2 separate regions of the Zea mays genome follow, and region 2 is linked to region 1. The links are chromatin contacts, called in public Hi-C maps. All regions are on one chromosome and are shown on one strand. The core of a region is the stretch at or near the end of the contact, and the rest is flanking DNA. Distances in the headings are between cores, read along the strand shown.

Region 1 (7,311 bases), core at 3,295-5,794:
GATATGTTCGTTACCTGCAATCCGGTTTTCATAGAAAATGAAGGTTCAGATCTTGGTAACGAAGATTGACTATTCAGCAGTAGAGGAACTCCTATGCTCCTAGCATGGCTCAAAGCTGAGATGCAAGCATCGAAGTCGTCATTGCGGCCCGAGTCTAGGGCGCTGGCAACGCGGAGGAGACGCGTGGCGACATGGTCGATCTAGTCGGCGGGCTCCTTCTCCGCGACCCGCACAAGGCCCTCCGCCGCCGACTTAGCCGCGACCCGCACAAGGCCCTCCGCCGCCGACTTAGGGACGACGGCCTGGAGCAGCAGAGTCGCGAGGAGAGCCAGGGCGACGCCGCACATTCACATGGTCACAATCTGCAGTAACCGAAGGCGAAGGTAACGGATGGACAGACAGGGGTTACGGTGGGAGGGAGAAGGGAGAGAGAGGTGGAGCCACGAGAGGGCGACACGTGCAACCACAGGAGAGCGACATCAGCAACAACCAAAGCGCACGCTGCAGTCAGGACGAAATCGATGGGAGACAAATCGAATTTGGATAGGGAAGAGGCGGAGAGAGCGAGGAGGATGAGAAACACCACGACGCGGGTGAAGAGAGGCGAGGAGAGAGAAAGCGTTGGTCAGAAGCATCGAGAGCCGAAAAAGAGAGAAGGAGGCGAGGAGACATGAACGTGAGCCGTTGGTTGGAGATCGAGCGAGGAGGAGAATTTACGCTGACGTGGACATCGCGAGGGAGGTTGTTTTGAACCGCGTTTCATATATAGGAAATTCATGCGCTAGCTGCTTAATTTTTTTCTCAGAGAGAATTAAATTAAAGCAGATGACGCATTCAGCTTCAGCTCAGTATTAATTCGATGAAGGCATAAATCAGCCGCCTTTATCCTCACCTGAGATATAGGGCCGGCAGATATGATGAAACACGATGGAGTGCAGTTTTCTGTCTGGAATTCATCTACAAGATGAGGCAGAGACGTGGGTGTAGCCGCTGTGCAGCAGCGTTGCCTCAGCCACTTCTCCACGGTGGAGGGTGTATAGAGATGGCAATTGGTACCCGAAAACTGAAACCCGATGGGTTTTTACCCCGCTAGGGTACGGGTTTGAGTCAATTTTCATACTCATGGGTTTGTTAATGGGCATAAATGTATATCCGACGGGTTCATGGGTACGGGTTTATTCCTACAGTACCCAAAACCGTGAACCCGTGGGTTTTTTAAACCCGACCAAACCTAGTGTATATTGTCATTTTATTTTATAAACGAACAACAAACTTGTTATCTACCTATTTACTTCCTATTTTTTTTATCAAATAGTGAATGTAATAAGTAGTTGGTGAGTGTGTTGCTTGCTTACTATTATAGTTATTACTAGCGTTATATATGTGGTGGATATATAACTTAGTGCAAGGTAACTTGATTATACAACTTATTATTTGTATTTAATTCTCTTTACTAATATTTTTATACCAAATCATGAACTTGTTGTTCATTACATAAATTTTAGACCATGATCTCATTAATCATTACGATACTTATTGATTATAAAAAGAATAAGTATATTGGAGATAAAACCCACGGGTAACCCGTGGGTACCCGCTAACCCGATGGGTACGGGTTTGGGCAAAATTTTAAACCCGTCACGGGTACGAGTTTTTTAATGGGTGTAAATATTTTTCACGGGTACGGGTTTGGGATAGCAAAACCCGACGGGTTTGTACCCGTTGCCATCTCTAGGTGTAGTCTTGTTTACCCAAACCCAACAGGGCAGGGCAACAGGAGGTTTTCATGTCGAAAGGTGCAAGACGACGGCAACCCCAGAAGGATAGATACCGCACTGACATGTCAGCTCTCCAGTGGACACAGTGTGGCGAGAGAAGCCCAAGTCACCAAAGCTTATGTGCTGTTTGGTTCATAAATTTGTAACATAATAGGTAACTGATAACGTTAAATCATGTTTGTTTTAGTACAACCGTAATTAGATACCACACTAAAAAGTGATACCAGCCTATTCAAATTGTTACCGCCAGTAATCGAACGTAAACCATTACCATTTGGGTAATTTGCGTTACATTTCTTAACCCAAACAGCACCTGACTAAGCTAGCATCGAGCAGATAGAAGGATGTTTGCTGGCTTCAGACCACCATGAACAACTGGGTGTGGAACTAGGTGCGGCTAGCTAGCTAGCTAGGGCAGTAGAGTCCCTAAGTTCCCAGCAGCTAATAAAGAATAATTTCTGCTGGTAGAGATGTTCCACACCGGTCTCTCATCAGATTTTTTTTTAAAAAAAAAAGGTACGGCGACGGTGACGGTCCACTGATCTGGTGACGTGGACCTGCGGAGCGTCTCCTGCCGCCCGCAAGTCGCCGGCCATCTGTGACCTGCTGCGAGCATTACTGCCGTCACGTTTACGTTTCCGAAGAACCGACACGTGAGGAGGAGGAGGAGGCGTTCGTTGTTGGCGTTGGCGCGTCGGCCTCACCGACTCGTCTCCCCGCGCGCGCTGCAGCCTGCAGCAGCTGCGGCGCCCCTGCTGCCCTGCAGTAGGCGGCGTGTCAATTCTAAGCTCGAGCGTCCTCCGCGGGGGCAACGGCCGGCCTCGACGCAAACGCAACGCAACGCAACGCAGCAGGTTGGTTGCCAAGTCGTTCTCCGGCTACAGCGCTTAACCATCCCATTCCAGCGGGGAAGAGAAATAGAGAGAGAGAGAAGAAAAGGCAGGTTTGGCCGCTGCAGTCGCATTCATGTGGATAAGCGTTACATATATCCCCCCTTTGTTCCCTCCACTAACATGAATGGTAGCATTGAAGATGGGAGGCAAGGATTAAAGAAGCTGGAGAAAGCTTTAAACAAAGAAAAAGGAAAAAAAAGAAGAGGAGAGAGAGAGAGAGAGAGAGAGATGGCATCCATTCCATGGGGGCAAAGGAGGCAGTGGCACAAGCTGACACGACCGACACACGCCGATGGGTTAGCCTTACCAGAAGGAACCCCATCCGTCCAGTGCGGATCCACCACAGGACTGGTCGCGCTCGCGCTCGCGCGTACCTCTGATTGATTCCTGCCATGCCAGCCGATCCAATCACCCGTGCAAGAGAAAATCCGCTCCTTGCTTTGCCACAAACGACGCCGAGATCGTCATAACGATCGGTTAATGGCAAATCCTCCAAGTTTCCGTGTGCGGTCTTCCGGAACGAGACAAGCTTGTGGCCAAAACGAAACCCATGTCGCCCGTAGTTTTAGCTAGTAGCGGCTAGACTCTCTTTACAAACAACCGCGCACCCCCCGTTTGCCCCAACTCTTTACGAAAACACACGTTCTGGCCCTTCTGGGCGATGTACTAGCGCGCGTACGGAGACGCAACGCAAGCCTCAGGACGGCCGTGCTCGGCACTGGCATTTTAGTAGGGTAGTACAACCCTTGTACCTACACTACACATGCCGAACCGATGAGTGCAAGTGCGCGAAAAAGAAGCCATCGAGGATTCGAACCAGACGCAGAGATCTATAGGTCCATCTCCATTCGTTCAAAATCTTAACGAAATTTTGTCTGATTTCAAGCTGCGAGAAGAATACGTGACATGGGCGTGCAACGGAGTATACGTACATACTACAGAATTACAGACAGACAGACAGAAAGCATAATCCCCCAGCTCCGCGCGCACACACATTCCCTCCCTTGGCCCTTCCCCCGTCGCTGCCGACACTCCACTCCAGTCGCCCACCGCACCCGCGCTGCCGTGCTCCCCTAGCAACTGGCCCGATCCGCTGCTCCGCCTCCCACTCCCAACTACCGGGCGTAGAGATGGCAATGGGTAAATACCTACCGGGTATTACTACCTCATACCCATACCCGCGACACAAAAATAACCCCACCGGGTCACCCATATACCCTGATGGGTATGGATTTACCCCCATACCCATACCCATGTGGGTATGGGTCACCCATCGGGTCACCCGTACCCACAAAAATTAAACATCTATCAAAATATTATACTATACAAATGTCAAGTATATCCATATAATGATATAAATACCATTACAAAATTTTCTAGCATCATTTAACCATCCATTCAACACACCAAAGATAATTGGATAAAGTAGTAACACTAGGATAGTACTACATAGCACATTACATGTTCCATTATATAGCCATTAAATTGTCGTTAAGCCTTCTATGACATTATGGTCTAAAAGGTTGTCAAATAGTAAAAAAGATGGATTACTAAAGTACAAGTTCATGCTTGGGCTAAGTTTATATTGGGTATTTTATACCCATGGGTTAACGGGTATGAGTGAAGGCGGAACGTTCTAATACCCGTTTACCCATTGGGTGAAGATTTTTGCCCAATAACAGACCCACAGGTAGAATATTTAGCCCACATACATACCCTAATGGAGTAAATACCCATCGGGTATCGGGTCGCGGGTACCCATTGCCATCTCTAACCGGGCGCCACCCCGGCGCGGCTCCCCACGCCACGCGTCCGCTCTCTACCGGACCACGGGTGTCTCCGGGCCGCAGCGGATCCGGAGGGAGGTTGCCCCCCGGCCTTTCTGTGCTCGTTACTGCTCGCTCTCGCTCTCCCCTTCCGCCTCTTTTAGTGCTGCGCTGCCGATGCGGTGCCCAGCGAGCCAGGCACGGAGGAGGCGCGTGCTCTGCTCCACTCCACCGCCCCCCCCCCCCCCCCCCTGCGCCACTGACGCCGCTCGTTCGCGCAGGTACGTGCAGATCACTGGAGGCCTTCCATTTCTGTCTCCGCAGCTCCGCCCGCGAGCGCCGGCGCCGTTCTGCTTCTGACCGTGTTGCTGCTGTCAGTTTTGGTCTTCTGGCCAGCAGGGCAGGGGGGGAACCCGCGGGAGCGAGGCGCGCGAGCGAGCGAGCGGAGGGAGGAGGAGGATGATGCACGCCAAGTCGGAGTCGGACGTGACGAGCCTGGCGGCGTCGTCGCCGCCGCGGTCGCCGAAGCGGGGCGTTGCCGCGGCCGGCACCGGCGGCGGCGGCGGCGGCTACTACGTGCAGAGCCCGTCGCGGGAGTCGCACGACGGCGGCGGCGGCGGGTACAAGTCGTCGTCGATGCAGGCCACGCCGGTGTACAACAACAGCCCCAGCGAGTCGCCGTCGCACCCCTCCTACGGCCGCCACTCCCGCTCCTCCTCCGTCAGCCGCTTCTCCGGCGGCCTCCGCGGGGGCGGCGGCGGCGGGCGCAAGGTGCTCAACGACAAGGGCTGGCCCGAGTGCAGCGTCATCGAGGAGGAAGGGCCCTACGAGGGCCTCGGCGCCGGGGACAGCGGCCTCTCCCGCCGCTGCCAGATCGTGCTCGGCTTCCTCACCTTCGTCCTCCTCTTCACCGTCTTCTGCCTCGTCATCTGGGGCGCCGCCCGCCCGTACGAGCCCGAGGTCGTCGTCAAGGTATTTGTACTATAGTACACGATTAGTTACGCGTCCATCTCCATTCCCATCTGTAGATCGAGTAACTGACGCCTATAGTTACTAAATTTGACTCATGTCTCCCACGGTTCCAGCGGTAGGCGAGACATCATCCAGTTGGGGAAAGGTGGTTCAGTTAGACAGTGAAATGTTGGAAATTTAAAATTGCATAGCTGGGTTGTTTTAGTTTTGTTGCTGCTCACATATTGGTTACATGTGGTTACAAGTAAATTGTAAATCAGGAACCTAATCTTGCTCACATATTAGTCACATATTGGTTACTAGAGTAGATTGGTTCAAGGCTTCAAGTTATAGAAGTTCAACTGATGCTTTCTACTGAAAATAACAGACTGGTTAATTTGTGCTAACACTTCCCAGTTCATCTGAAAATTAAGCCAATCGTTTATTTTACTTCTGGTAGAATCTGAAATGAGAATAAATGGTGTTTGCTACAAATCCGTCTTTTAAAACCAACGAACCTCTCTCGCTTCTTTTTTTGGGTGCAGAGCCTGGTGATGGACGACTTCTACGCTGGTGAAGGCACAGACCACAGCGGCGTTCCGACCAAATTGGTCACGACGAACTGTTCGCTGCACGTATCGGTGTACAACCCTGCCACAATGTTTGGGATCCATGTCACCTCCGGCCCCATCCGTCTGATCTATTCAGAGATCTCAATAGCAGTCGGCCAGGTATTGTCCAGCATCCATGCATCGTTGCCTCACTTTGCTGCCTGCGTTAGTTTCACCCCTTCTAGCTGCGAGTGAAAGAAACATGATAACAGCTTGCTGCTAGTTTCTATGACAGCCATCGAATCTGACATGGCTACCTCCTGTGACCACGCAGGTCCGCAGGTACTACCAGCCGAGGAAGAGCCACCGGACGGTGACGGCGGTGATCCACGGCGAGAAGGTGCCGCTGTACGGCGCCGGGGGCGGCCTGACGCTGTCCACGAGCGCGGGCGGGGGGGCGGTGCCCCTGACGCTGGACTTCGACCTCACCTCCCGGGGCTACGTGATCGGCAGGCTCGTGCGGGTGACGCACAGGGCGCACGTGACGTGCCCCGTCGTCGTGGACGCCAGGAGGACCAAGCCTGTCAGGTTCTCCAAGAAGGCGTGCGCCGTGTACAAGGCCTGAGCTTGAGAGCTCGTGAAACCTGTGATCGACCGAGCGTTAGCAATGCGTGTTCTTGCAAAGATGTAGCTATTGTGTTGATGGTGAAGAACAATAAGCGCACACGTATGGTCTTGTCGATATATCGCGCTGTAAAGGCCTGTTGTTCTTGTGTGTGTATCCCTTTTTCAGGGCATGATCGTAGAGATGGAAGATGACTTACCATGACAATTTTCCTATACCTTTATAACTTCAAATTTTTTTATTCAGGGCTGTTATTCTTAGCAGACAAACCTATCACAATAATATACAAAAAACTGCAAGTACTCCAGCGACTCTCTCCAACTAGACATAGCGTCGTGAGGGCATGCACCACCGTTATCCATCACCGGCCGATGATCATGTCAGCTTCAGCTGGCTTTTGGCGCGGTTGGAGTGACACCGTTCACAGTAGTCCCAGAACAACGTAGTAGACCAAGCCGATGGGAAGAGCGATTAGCATGCCAAATATGACCCTGAGGAAGAAGAAGGAAAAAAAAGGATGGAAACATGTGAACCACAGCTACGTTTAATGGAGCAAGCAACCCTGCAAACCAACTGAAGAAAGGGGAGCTGCTTGTGTCCAGTCTTACCCGGTGGAAAGAATGGTGGCGTGCAGGCTGTACTCTCTGGCGAACACGAAGGGCACGATCCCCTGCGGCAGAGCAGCCTGCCCATCGCGCGCATGCATGGTGGTGGTAATGGCATTCATTATTTTGCTTTTTGGCTGGC
Region 2 (7,231 bases), core at 1,050-3,549, 170 kb before region 1:
CAACATATCTTTCAAGTCCTCAAGCTCAACATCACCCCCATTAGCCCTCTTAATGCATGCTGCACATCTTATTCGACCAAAAACAATGTCAATTTAGGTTATCTCACGATTCAAGAAGGGCGGAAGAGAACTGGAAAGCTACCTTCTTAAGCCATCAAGAACCTCCAGATTATTTGGGTCGTACGTCAAACCCTCTAGGTAAGTTGCCATAGCATTTTCATAATTTTCCATCAGGAACTGAACTTTAGCTTTACGCACGTAGCCCTTTATAAAAGTTGGATCCAGTTCAACACATTTCTCTGCATCCTCAAGACCTTGAGGGAAAGCTCCCAGATAGATGTGGCATTGAGCTCTGTTGCTAAATGCCTGAAAGATCAGTGATAAGTAACAAAACTAATTGTTACAACCAGGAGTGCAAAAGAAAAAGGGGCCAGCTCCAGAACATGCCTTTACAGTGAACAATGAATGCCAAGTGTGACTGATTATAGATAGGGAAATTTGGATCCATACCATTAAAAGATCACCACTTTGGATCCATACCATTACTATCTCACTTACATGTGGGTCCACATGAGTCAATGACATGTGGGGTCCATGGTATATATCTAAAGTTTGGACCTTTTAATGGTATAGATCCAATTGTTCCTTATAGATAATGTTCTAGTTTTTTACCAATGCAAATCTAATTTATCAGCAAAGTTTCTAATGTCAGAAAAAGTACTAGTTTACTATGGGTCTGGAGTTACCGTTTCTTGAGAATGAAAATCAGAGGAATGACCAATATGCTTACTCTTGGATCCTTTGGGTTCATTTTCATAGCTCGTGTGTAGTGCGTTGCTGCTTCATGGTACTGCTTCTGCTTGAACAATTCGTTGCCTGCAGCGTTTGTACACAGTAAGTAGCAGTATATCACAATGGCGTATAACTATTTAGGAATTGGATATCTAATGATTAGAAAACAAAGTTTACTAGGAGAAGCATCTACTCGTCCCTTACTTTTGTGGTCTGTCGTTCATTCACATGGGAACCGCAGAGCGCAGAGTACATATACTTTGCAAAGTTCTAGGCCTTAAAAAAAGGGCGTACCCAGTGCCGTAGACTTACCGCACTGTGCGGGGTCTGGGAAAAGATATCTTTAAGCGTCAAGCCTTACCCGCATAATATGCAGAGGCTGAGGCTCGAACCCGGGACATTCGGGTTACAGACGATAGTAACTGAAACTTTCTGAGGGTATTTACTGTCGCCACAAAATGTCAAAATCTGTGTGCCCCTCGTGATTGATAAACAAATGCAGTCCACTAACATTGTCCTGTGTTGCACATGCCCCTACTCAACAAGTCAGCAATGCGTTAATCGAGCAACATCCAAACCTCTCTCGCGGTGTTGGTCGGCCGTCTCCTGATCCAATCGCTCCTGCTCCTCAAGCTCCTTCTTAACTACCACCGCCTTGTTGAGCTTCTCGTGCGTCTCCTCGCTGTAATGCTCGGTGAGCGATTGCTGCAGGGCCCTGATCGCCGGTGCGTAATCCCCGGAGCATGTCGCGAGCTCGAGCAGCGCCGACGCCTTCCGCAACAGCGCCTTCGCGATCAGCTTGTTGGCGGCGCTGAGGTCCCTGCCACGCTCCACCGCCCCCTCGCAGTCCCTCACGCACTCCTTATACTGAAAATGCCCCCACAATCGTCAGCCGCCGAGTCGGTTGCGAGGGTATGGAATGGGGGGGAGCCGAGAGGGCGTGGGAAACCTTGCCCATGTGGAAGTAGGCGGCGGCGCGGTTAGTGAGGAAGGAGATATCTCGGGGGTCGAGGAGCGCGCCGCGGGTGTAGTGCTCGACGGCCGTCTCGAGGAAGGACTTGCGGTATGCGTCGTTGCCGGCCTCCTTGGCGCGCCGCGCCTCCTCCGCCCGCTTGTCCTCCTCCATCGCGTGGCTCCCCAGCGGATGGACGACGCGATGGCGCTACGGCAACTGCGAGCGCATTTTTGGCCCTCCGCTGCTTGGGCGTGGCGGGTTGCGTGCCGCGGGCAGGCGGGCCGGCGGTGGCGACTATGGGGGAGCGGGGACGACTTGACGAGACTTGGCCACCTGGCCGATGCAGCCTGCAGGGAAATAATTGGAATTTTAGCACTGAATTCGTTGTATAGTTTTCTGCGTGATTTTATGAGTTTCATGCAAATTTTCGAAGCGGCAATAACGACAAATTAGCAAATCGGCCGGTGTAGGGGAGCATCTCCTTTTGTGCAGCGGTTTGATTTGCGTCTCTGCCAAGTGGGGCCCCAGCCAGGGTCGAAAGCGAGCCCCGCCTTCGCTGCCAACCGGTTCACTGCCGTTGAGGAATAAATTGTTTTTCCCCCGAAGGATAGGAATTTGACTTTATTTCATACAAAATCATCTAGGTTAACTACAATTGGAAATACAGTTTTTGATCGTAATCTTTTGTGTAAAGCACTATAGGTCGGTATCGGTTTGAGATAGGTCTTTATCTAACATGGCATGTCTATGTCCATAGTAGCTATAGTGTGTTGACGCTTTTTTGGAGCGCCAAATACTCAAGAAGAACCGGCGGCGGTGCTCTCTGGTCAGGGGCGGACGGTCCGCGGCCAGGGGCCGGACGGTCCACGACCTGGCGCAGGGGCTAGGGTTTCCTGCCTGACGGCCGGATGGTCCGCGTCCTGGGGCCTGACGGCCGGATGGTCCGCGTCCTGGGGCCGGACGGTCCGCGCGTGTGCAGGAGCGGCGGAAGATCGCCGGTGGCGCCTGGATCTCGCTCCCGGGAGGGACCCCGTCGGGGAGGAGAGATCCTAGGGGCTGTCTAGGCTCGGGCAGGCCGACCTAGACTCCTCTAATCGACGTAGAGTCGAGGAGAGGCGGAGAATTTGGGGATCGAGAGGCTAAACTAGAACTAGACTAGAACTACTCCTAATTGTACTGGAAATAAATGCGAATAGAAGTTGTATTGATTCGATTGATTGTTACAAATCGGCCGTAGACGGTAGACCTCTCTTTTTATAGAGGAGGGGGGCTGGACCCTTTACACGACTGGATTCCGAGCTAATCCGCAAATCTAGCCAACAAACATAGCACAAAACTCGGAACCCTAAACTGTTCTGCGCATGCGCGGACCGTCCGGCCCACAGGCGCGGACTGTCCGGACCGCGGACCGTCTGGCCTCAGGGCCGGACCGTCCGCCCGCTCAAAATGGAGCTCAACATATGCCCCCTGCCTTTTGGTGGAGCTGAGCAAACCAAAAGCAACTAACTCGATGTGATTACATCGGTTCTCTTAGGCATCTTGCCACATACTAGGATGGTACTGTTTGAGGAAACGCTTATTCAAAGCCTTAGGCAAGTCCTTTCCTTGTAATGTTTGTAGCAAATAGGCGTTGCCAGACATCACCTGTTTTACTTTATAAGGACCTTCCCAGCTTGGTGACCATTTCTCGAATTTCCGGTCTTTATTCCTTAGAGGCAGAATGGTCTTCCACACCAGGTCCCCTACTTGAAATGACTTTGCTTTGACCTTCTTGTTGTAGGCCCTGGCTACCATGATCTTGTCCTTTTCTATTGCTCCCAAAGCTATCATCCTCTTGTCGGTCACCTCATCAATATTATCAATCATTGAATCATAATAATCAGTAGCAGTTAGATCATTTTGTCTGGCGAACCTGACAGCATTCAAACTTATTTCCACAGGCAACACTGCTTCCTGCCCACAGACAAGCTCAAAAGGAGATACTTTAGTAGCACTATATTTAGATATCCTATGAGCCCATAAAGCTTCAGACAAAATCTTATGCCAATGTTTAGGATTATCAGATATTTTCTTTTTTATCAAATTAATCAATGTCCTATTGCTAGACTCGGCCTGACCATTGGCCTGAGCATAATATGGAGATGAATTAAGCAGCTTAATTTTGTATAATTCAGCAAATTCACGTACCTCCTTTGACATAAAAGAAGTACCTTGATCTGTAGTTAAGGTCTGGGGAATGCCGAATCTATGAATAATATGCTCAGTTATAAACTCGATCACCTCCTTGTGTGTCATGTTCTTTAGAGCAACGACTTCAGTCCATTTGGTGAAGTAGTCAGTGGCAACTAACACAAACCGATGCCCCTTTGATGATGAAGGATGAATTTCTCCAATAAAGTCTAATCCCCATCCTCTGAACGGACAAGGCTTGATGATAGGATGTAATTCGGCTGCAGGGACCAACTGTAGGTCGCCGAATTTTTGACACACTTGGCAACCCTTGTAGTACTTAAAACAATCAGCTATCATACTAGGCCAATAAAAACCGGACCTTCGCAACAACCACTTCATTTTTGGAGCTGATTGATGAGTACCACAAATCCCTTCATGTACTTCGGCCATAGCTAATATAGCATCATCTGGGCCCAAGCACTTAAGCAGGATGTCATTGACTGTTCGGCGGTAAAGTTCGTCACTCATCAAAACATACTTGAAAGCTGTTCGCCGAATGTTCTTATCTGTTTTGGTATTGGGATTTCGTAAATAATTAAGTATAGGTGTCCTCCAATCTCTTGCATCGGCTTCATTGTCAGCCGAATCGATTAAGAGAACATTTCTGGTAACCCCGGACGGTCCGGCGCCATCACGCGGACGGTCCGCGACCTGGGAATTTGGCTCTGCACTGGTTATCAGATTTTCAGTTTTGTGAAACTTCCCTCTCTTTATCCGATAACCTGATGCATCTTGTGCCAAATCGTTAGCTCTATGATTCTCAACTCTAGAGATATGCCGAATACTGAATTCGTCAAAAGAATGAATTATGCTCCAACATTTCTCAAGGTAACTATTTAGAGTACCATCAAAATATTGATATTCTTCTAACACTTGTTGGACAACCAGCTGAGAATCACCAAATACCTTCACATGTTTTACTCCCATACCATTTAAAAGTTCTAAGCCGAATAGGAGGGCCTCATATTCAGCTTGATTATTAGTGCAATAAGTTTTCAATCGGCTAGAGAAGTCAAAGGAGACATTACTTGGTGAAACAAGTACAATGCCAATTCCTTGCCCTTCATTGCAAACCGATCCATCAAAATATAAAGTCCAAGGAGTAATAGTGAGGTATGACATGTCTAGTTCATGAATATCATTAACCCGATGTTCTACGATGAAATCCGCTATGACTTGGCCTTTCATAGATTTCAATGGTTCATAGGCCAAGTCATATTCTATGAGTGCATAAGCCCACTTACCAATTCTACCACTCATAATTGGGTTATGCAACATTTATTTGATCACATCGGCTTGACCAGAAACAATGCAATGACTAGACAATAAATAACATCTACATTTGGTGCATGCAAAAAACAAGCATAAGCATAACTTTTCAATAAAAGTGTACCTTGTTTCAGCATCCACCAACCTTCGGCTTAGATATGTCACCACATGCTCCTTCCCCTCAGTTTCTTGTGTCAGAACAGCCCCAATGATCTTATCCTCAGCTGCAATGTATAATCGGAATGGTACTCCTGCTCGTGGTGCTTTTAATACGGGAGCTTGAGAGCACCTAGAGGGGGGGTGAATAGGTGATCCTGTGAAACTTAAACTTATAGCCACAAAAACTTGTTAAGTGTTAGCACAATAATCGCCAAGTGGCTAGAGAGGAGTCTCAACAAAACACAATACCACAAGAGATCAAACACAGAGATGACACAGTGGTTTATCCCGTGGTTCGGCCAAGACCAACGCTTGCCTACTCCACGTTGTGGCGTCCCAACGGACGAGGGTTGCGATCAACCCCTCTCAAGCGGTCCAAAGACCAACTTGAATACCACGGTGTTTTGCTTTGCCTTTCAATATCCCGTTTGCGAGGAATCTCCACAACTTGGAGCCTCTCGCCCTTACACTTGAGATTCACAAAGAAATACGGAGTAAGGGAGGAACTAGCAACGCACACAAGACTCAAAATCAGAGCAACAGCACGCACACAAGTCGCAACAAGAGCTCGCAACACAACTCAATGAGTTCACAACTCAACAAGAGCTCTAGATGCTATCACAATGAACCAAATGCGCGGAATCGATGTCTTGGTGCTTAGGAATGTTGTAGGAATGCTTGGTGTTCTCCTCCATGCGCCTAGGGGTCCCTTTTATAGCCCCAAGGCAGCTAGGAGCCGTTGAGAGCAAATCTGGAAGGCTGATCTTGCCTTCTGTCGACTGGAGCACCGGACAGTCCGGTGCACACCGGACACTGTCCGGTGCCCGATTTCTTTCCTTAAACGGTGCAGTCGACCGTTGCAGATCTGGGAGCCGTTGGCGCACCGGACATGTCCGGTGCACACCAGACAGTCCGGTGCCCCCTTCCGACCGTTGGCCCGGCCACGTGTCGCGCGCAGATTCCGCGGCCGACCGTTGGCTCACCGGACAGTCCGGTGCACACCGGACAGTCCGGTGCACACCGGACAGTCCGGTGAATTATAGCCGTACGTCGCCGGTAAATTTCCGAGAGCGGCCACTTCACGACGAGTCAGCCTGGCGCACCGGACACTGTCCGGTGCACCACCGGACAGTCCGGTGTGCCAGACTGAGCTGAGTCTTGGCTGTACACAGCCAAGCCTTTTTCACCTCTTTTCTTTTCTTCTTCTTTCTGTTTCTAACACTTAGACAAGTATATTAGTACACAAAACCAATGTACTAAGGCTTAGAAACATACCTTTACTCTTGATTTGCACTTTGTCCATCCATGAGCATAAATTCACATTTAAGCACTTGTGTTGGCACTCAATCACCAAAATACTTAGAAATGGCCCAAAGGCACATTTCCCTTTCAGAGCTGAAGATAAGTATTTTTTGATGAGATCAAATGCTTCTTGCTGTTCTGCCCCCCAAGCGAATTCGGCATCATTCTTAAGCCGAAGAATAGGGGTGAACGCATCAATCTTCCCGGCTAGGTTAGAAATAAACCTTCGTAAATAATTCACCTTGCCAAGAAACCTCTGTACCTCGACCTTACAGGTCGGAGGTCCCACATTCCGAATAGACTTGATTCGGTCAGGGTCTATCTCTATACCATGTTCATGTATGACAAATCCTAAAAACTTACCAGCCGACACTCCAAAAGCACATTTACTTCATTTTCAAACCATACTGACGCATTTTATCAAAGGCTTTGCGCAAATCAGCTATATGAGAACTAAACTCAGCCGATTTGACTACAAAATCATCAATGTAAACTTCCACAGTGTTTCCTAACAATTCATGG

What was found. A called contact is a pair of places that touch in the nucleus more often than the background predicts.
Region 2: a contact with region 1 is called in a Hi-C map of ear, with 1.8 times the contacts expected there. The contact joins the promoter of LOC103639761 here to the promoter of LOC100191528 in region 1. A contact is called at or near these places in 5 of 25 Hi-C or Micro-C datasets (bundle sheath, ear, leaf and 2 more).

The regions. Positions count from the first base shown.
Region 1 is chr9:18,362,676-18,369,986 of Zm-B73-REFERENCE-NAM-5.0, reverse strand. LOC100191528 (Late embryogenesis abundant protein group 2) reads left to right here and starts at 4,544. Exons shown (of 4, transcript NM_001308343.1): 1 at 4,544-4,718; 2 at 4,816-5,409; 3 at 5,934-6,119; 4 at 6,274-6,809. The coding sequence starts at 4,897. The coding sequence ends at 6,564. It overlaps LOC103638021 (probable auxin efflux carrier component 3b), which reads right to left. Exons shown (of 5, transcript XM_020544155.1): 4 at 7,173-7,249; 5 at 6,907-7,055. The coding sequence ends at 6,986.
Region 2 is chr9:18,533,710-18,540,940 of Zm-B73-REFERENCE-NAM-5.0, reverse strand. LOC103639761 (U-box domain-containing protein 70) reads right to left here and starts at 2,299. Exons shown (of 9, transcript XM_020544180.2): 1 at 1,742-2,299; 2 at 1,371-1,659; 3 at 791-876; 4 at 143-366; 5 at 1-67. The coding sequence starts at 1,918.